Linked DNA regions of Mus musculus: region 1 is linked to region 2. The links are chromatin contacts, called in public Hi-C maps. All regions are on one chromosome and are shown on one strand. Each heading gives the region's core, a stretch centred on a gene start, on an enhancer-like site or on the middle of the called end of the contact. The rest is flanking DNA. Distances are from core to core; before and after follow the strand shown.

Region 1 (3,124 bases), core at 221-2,720, 140 kb before region 2:
AAAGCAGCAGAGAGAAGGAAGTCAAGAAAAGAAGAGTCTAGAAGAATGGTGTGGGAGGGGAAGACGAGCCAGCAGATAACAGTGTGGATGAGAGAGAAGATGGGAAGGGGAGAAACAGGGCTGCTCAGGACTGAACCAAGAAGCAGAGAGAGGAATCCAAGGGGCGGACAGCTGTGTGCCTGCCTTAGAAACACCCAGCAACAGGGAAGACTTGGAGACACATGAAGGTCTGAGATGTGCTGGGGATGGTTAAAGGTCTGGGCTCTGGAAGGGCTGTCTGAGATAAAGGCCCCGAACTGTGCATGTGTGTGCTTGAGTGTGTGTGTGCGTGTGTTTGTGTGTGGCTTCGGGGGAAGTGGTGTTATCAGTGTTAATGGGAACACTGCACTCACTGTCTCTTAGTGAACTGAATTAAAGCTTATAGTTCAGTGCTTGGCTCACAGCAACTGCTTAAACACCAGCTATACCCACTTTGTGCCTCACCTGATCTGGTACCTTATATGTTGATCCTGTGTCTTTTTGTTCCCTCCCCAGGGAGGGGGATGCCGAAGGGGCCTGAGCATCCTTTCTTCCTTTGAGTAGCAGGTACTAGAGTGTGTTGGGGAGGAAGTTCCATATCCTCTTAGACAAGCCTTTGGCGTGTTCACTCTGTCACGGCATGCTATTTTTTCTCAAGTGAGAACACAACAGTGCCCCTAGGAAAAATGGCACACCAAGCCTCAGTTTACACACGCATGTGTTTAGAGAGCCCAGTCTCTCATCTGAAAATGATTTTTTTTTCTATTTTAATAGCTCACTCCACTGCTGGTCTAAGTCAGCCCCGGGCTAAGGTGGTACTGGTGGAAGGTAAGTTGGAGGAGCCGACTTTAACACACAGGGCACACCCTGGTGCTGCCAGGATAGCTGTTCTCAGCTGGGGAGCACTCATCCTGAGTTCCCTACAGTAGGAAGAACACTGAGGGACAGCTGTCCTTGGGGATGGTTATTAGAGGTGGTGAAATGTCTCCTGAGGGACAAAGGAAGGACAAAGCAGCCTTGTGGGGAGCCATGAACGTGGAGTCATTACCTCTCCACAGCCTGCATTACAGGATGGTCAAGTATGAAGGAAGTTAGGTGCTAGATGATTTCATCAGACCAGATGTCTTGTGTAAACACTTTCCCGCCCCCAACCTTTGCAGCCGTGGTAAAGTTGCCAGAAAGCCCTGGTGTGCTCTGCCCAACCATGCATACCATTTAGATCACTGTAACTAGAAAATATTCCTCCAGATCCCCAAAGGTTCTCCTCTCTCCTCTCTTCTCCCTGCAGACATGTTTCTCTGTAAATACCTCAGCTTGGCTCTGAATCACAGATCAAAGCCATTCTTCATTCATCTCCGGAAACTGAATGGCAACTTATAATGTCTGTGGTTTTCACTAATCTGTTTTCATGTCATTTTACTTGAAATCAACAGAAGGCTGCTCACAATGGCACACTGAACTGCCCCATGGAGCCAACGTAATTCAAGCAGACCACACCCGGGTCTCAGAACCCAGAGGTAGATGGAGCCTTTCTCGGATTCAGCATTAATCGGTGTAAACAACTTGTTTTGATGAGAGCCAGAGACAACCACAAAAATTCGTGGTTATCATGAAAGACAACTCAATCCCTTTCTCTTCCCACCCCTTTCTGTACTGCCCAGTGACATCTGTGGATTTGTCAATTTAACCGCCATAAAGGAAGGGCAGAGGTTGGACTGTTTCCCTCACAGAACATGTGGATAGGCAGTTCTGGAACCTTCTGAGAATGGCTCATTTGCAGAGCTTTGTGAGAATTCTAGAATGGGAGGATTCTGTTTCCTTCTGCCTTGTTTTCCACTCAAGACCAAAGTCCTGAAGGCAGTCACTATGTCTGTCTTAGAAGCGGCTTTTCTGAGACATGGCTACTATTATTTGCATTCACCTTCAGCTTTTACGGCAGAAGAAGGGTTGGGAGAGTCTTTTAGTGGCTGCAAGGCTGGTGGGGCAAGATAGCCCAGGAGCCTGGGAGCTAGTGGTAGGTATTCCACAAAGTATCAAGTTAAATTCGTCACTGAGCAAACCTACTGGGTAAGCCTAACGGGTCTCCAGCAATGCTGGATAAAATGAGAGGATGAGTGATTTTTATCACTGAAGAGTTTCTCTGACTATAGAGAGCTTAGCTGGCACCTACACGAGCAAACTTCACTGCTGAGCAGGCATCTCCAAGGCCTGCAAGTGCCTTGGGTTGAATCCCAGGACCATCTTTCTCTAAGCTACTAGCAGCTGTCATTGCCACAGTTAGGCTCCAGAAGTTTCTCTTTGATCTTCTCCTTGGTGATGTACTGACCTCGAAAAGGAGTTTAGGGAGTGGGGATAAGGGCGGGGTAGATTTCCTCTTTACTCTCAGTTCAGCTTTCCAGTGAGGCATACTGCCCCATATGCTGTACCTCCATTAATAAAGAAATGTCAGATTCAGTGCTTTCATCTTATACACAAAGACATTGACTCCTGAGAGAGCAACGCTGCTGGGAGTGGAACCTTATAAGCCATGCCCCAACCCATCCCCACACGCCATGCTGGAGTATTGACAGGCTTGATCATGTGCAGGTCTTCTGCAGACCACCCCAGCAGGTGAGGATCGTGATTGAGGCTTCCTGATGTGCCCAGAAGACACAAGTTTGCAGCAGCCCTCCCCAATCTCTGGCTCTTCCACAATATGATTTCCCCTGTGCCTTGTATATATGAGGAGTAGAGAAGTCCAATTAGGGCTAAATGATTCTTATGTGTCAAAAGCAAGCTTTCCTTAATGCAGTCTGCTCATGGAGACATACAAGGTTAAGGTTAAGGCATCATGGGATGAACACAGCCAGGGACAGGCAGTAAAGTAGGTCATCCAAGTATGTGCTCATTGACAGATGCTGTGATATTTCTACTTAACTCTGGGAGAATGGAGCTTGCTGTGTTTAAGCTTTCTTTCCAACAGCATCTTCTAGTAAGTGGCTGAGGCTGGATTTGAATATGTCTTCTGACTCTTAAGTTTCAGCTTTTTCTCTGTCACCTCTCTAGGGAAGGGAAGCCTATTTTGGAAATAAAGGAAAACTTCCTAGGCTATTTGGAGTTATGATCA
Region 2 (2,896 bases), core at 360-2,859:
GGATTCAGCAGAAAAAGGAAACAAACATTTGAAAAGCACATTGACAAGCAAAAAGGATACTCTGAAACCTGAAAATAAGAGGCTGGAGTTTTAATGTTACACATGTGTGCGTGGAAGACATAACATGAGCTGAACTTAGGGAACTTCTCAGCTTACAAAACCAAGTTAAGTCAGGAGAAGAGAAGGGGGAGGCAGGGAGCAGGGGAAGAGAGAGGGAAGGAGGGAGAGAGAGGGAGGAAGGGGGAGGGGAGGGGAGGGGAGGGAGAAGGGAGGGGAGGGGAGGGGAGGGAGAAGGGAGGGGAGGGGAGGGGAGGGGAGGGGAGGGGAGGGGAGGGGAGGGGAGGGGAGGGGAGGGGAGGAGAGGAGAGGAGAGGAGAGGAGAGGAGAGGAGAGGAGAGGAGAGGAGAGGAGAGGAGAGGAGAGGAGAGGAGAGGAGAGGAGAGAGGAGAGGAGAGGAGAGGAGAGGAGAGGAGAGGAGAGGAGAGGAGAGGAGAGGAGAGGAGAGGAGAGAGGAGAGGGTCAGAGTCAGACAGAGGTGTGGTGGAGAAAGAGTAATCTAATCCCAGGACAGCTGGGACTTTATTAAAGAGAAATCTAGAGAGGACAAGGATACCAAAGGGCAGAAACTTATTTGAAAGGCAAAGCACAGGAGAATTCCTAGAGGTGCCTGGAGGCTATCCTTAAAGACCAAGATCCCACAGAGTGCCTAGTGAATTAGCCAAAGATAGACATGCCTCAACACATTAGGGTACAACCTGAGAACAGAAGAAATTAAGAAAATGCCTTAGGACTTTTCTTGGGTTGGGCAAAACAATAGAAATGTCCTCCTAGATTATAGTACAAAGCTAATAGCAGAAAAGAAAACAGGGCTGGTGAGATGGCTCGGTGGTTAAGAGCACGGACTATTCTTCCAGAGGTCCTGAGTTCAAATCCCAGCAACCACATGGTGGCTCACAACCATCCATAATGAGAAACAAACTTAAAAACAAACGAACGAACAAACAAACTAAAAAGTATGGGCTGAGATCAGGGCTGAAGTGAGGATGAGAAAGGGATGGGGAAGAAAACGGGGAGTGGGGGAGAGGAAGAAAAACCAAAAGCAAAACTAACAAACAAACAAACAAACAAACAAACAAAAAACCAGTAAGACAGCCAGTGTCTGAGGAAGCAGAACCACAGGTTCTGAAAGCAGAAATCACAACCATCATCTGAGAATAGCTGACCTGGTGGAGAGGAGACAGAACCACAGGCCACCAGGATTTCTATTATCCTTGCACAAGTATTACTTTCAAGGTGAAATACATGTGTGCATAAAGATTACACGATAAACACTGGTTGTAAAATTATGTATACTCCTATCGTAAAATATGTTACCTACATATTTATAAAATTATCACAAGCATGGAATATGTGTTACTGTGTGCATGTGTCTAGTAAAGCCATATTTGTAGGCTGTGTGATTTTTGCTCACAGAGAGGAAATCCATCCTTCCCTGTGTGTTTCGTCCTAACAGGAGGCCAGGTGTTCTCCTGTGTATATGGGTTACTCTGCACTCACGATTACTGATGAGTGTCCTACAGAGCCATAAAGTCATTTCCCATAAAGGTCCCCTAGTGGCCTGTACAGTCAACAAGCCTCCTCCCTGCGAAGCTTCCAAACAGGCCGTGGTTAGGCTGAGCCAACAGGATATAAAAAACACTTGGTTCAGACATGGAAATTTCAACTTGAAACAGTTGGGATTTTCTGATCTTAACTAAATGTTTTTTTTTAGAAACTGAGTTTCGTCAAACCTGTTTGTGTAAATGGGGAGCGAGCCATAGGAACCCAAGGAGCCTTTGATTCTTCCTGCTGCTACACGCTGAGAAAAATAAACCTCCTGGTTATTTTGAGCCTTGACTAATTTCTTTAGAAAAAGAAAAATAGTTTTCTAATTGGTCCCTTTGTAGCACAAAGGGCTAATCTGAGTGGACCTTGCCATCAAGTAATGGGGTAGAGTTCTCACTTGGTGTTGACGACTAGAAACTCTGACTGGGGCTTTAAACGCTCTTGGCAAACACTCTAGACCATGTATAAAGCGAGGTGAAGCAGGGGATTAAATCCCTGCTTGGTGTGTGTGGGAGCTGTAAAGACTCCCCAGCCCCAGGGACACAGCATTCATTAAACTGCACTGGCAGCTCCGTGGGGCTTAAGTTGTCTTTGATGGTATTTTTCTAAGCCTGGTACCTTTCCAGTTGACTATAAGAAAAGCATCCCTCAGAGTTAGGGCACAGTGCAGACTGCAAGATTCAACTCACAGCTGATAATTTCCCTAGAGGCAGGCAAACCACAGGAAGGCAAAAAAAAAAAAAAAAAAAACACCAAGGTCTCACAAGAGAAATTGTTTTTGTGGAAAAATTCTGAGTGCACAGAGCCAAAGTAGGAGGAGCTGGCCAGTCACACAATAATTCAAGGACCACAGGTAGGAACAGCCCCTGGGGAGGGTGCAGTTTGGTCATACACTCACTCAAGGAAGAAAAACAAGAAGCCAGAAATCATGGTGAAATTGTTTGCCCCAAAGAGGAGTTGCTATAAATATAGATGCCGTGGGATAGAAGGAACAGGAAGAAAAACAGCAAGCCTGCATTCAGAATGAGGTGCAGGCTCCACAGTGATGGGAGCCCCAGGGGATCTGCAGGTCTTTGTATTCTAAAATGATGCTTTTATTGAATTTAGACTTGGTGCTAACAATGTCCCTTTAGACCTGGACTGTTTTTCTGGGGTGGAGTTAAAGAGTTAACTTCAGAGGGAGGATGCAGGAGGCAGCCACCCAGACATAATGCTGAAGGTGCAGATGGAGGCCAGACCTCAGGTGGTCCCATGTGTCCATACCCTACATAGTCCACTCCCCTTGAGAGTG

What was found. A called contact is a pair of places that touch in the nucleus more often than the background predicts.
Region 1: a contact with region 2 is called in a Hi-C map of uterus, with 2.7 times the contacts expected there. The contact joins two enhancer-like sites. A contact is called at or near these places in 5 of 484 Hi-C or Micro-C datasets (nephron progenitors, retina and uterus) and 1 of 115 datasets of contacts at active chromatin or transcription factors (vascular smooth muscle cells).

The regions. Positions count from the first base shown.
Region 1 is chr9:14,198,502-14,201,625 of GRCm38.p6, reverse strand. No RefSeq gene overlaps it. Among named protein-coding and RNA genes, the nearest start is that of Gm51286, 20 kb to the right of the region's middle. Within about 2 kb of position 1,470, at least 87 of the 459 cell types and tissues checked have an H3K27ac peak or open chromatin away from gene starts, as enhancers often do. A contact at or near this core is called in uterus, where this site is marked.
Region 2 is chr9:14,058,299-14,061,194 of GRCm38.p6, reverse strand. No RefSeq gene overlaps it. Among named protein-coding and RNA genes, the nearest start is that of 1700019J19Rik, 30 kb to the left of the region's middle. Within about 2 kb of position 1,609, at least 67 of the 459 cell types and tissues checked have an H3K27ac peak or open chromatin away from gene starts, as enhancers often do. A contact at or near this core is called in uterus, where this site is marked.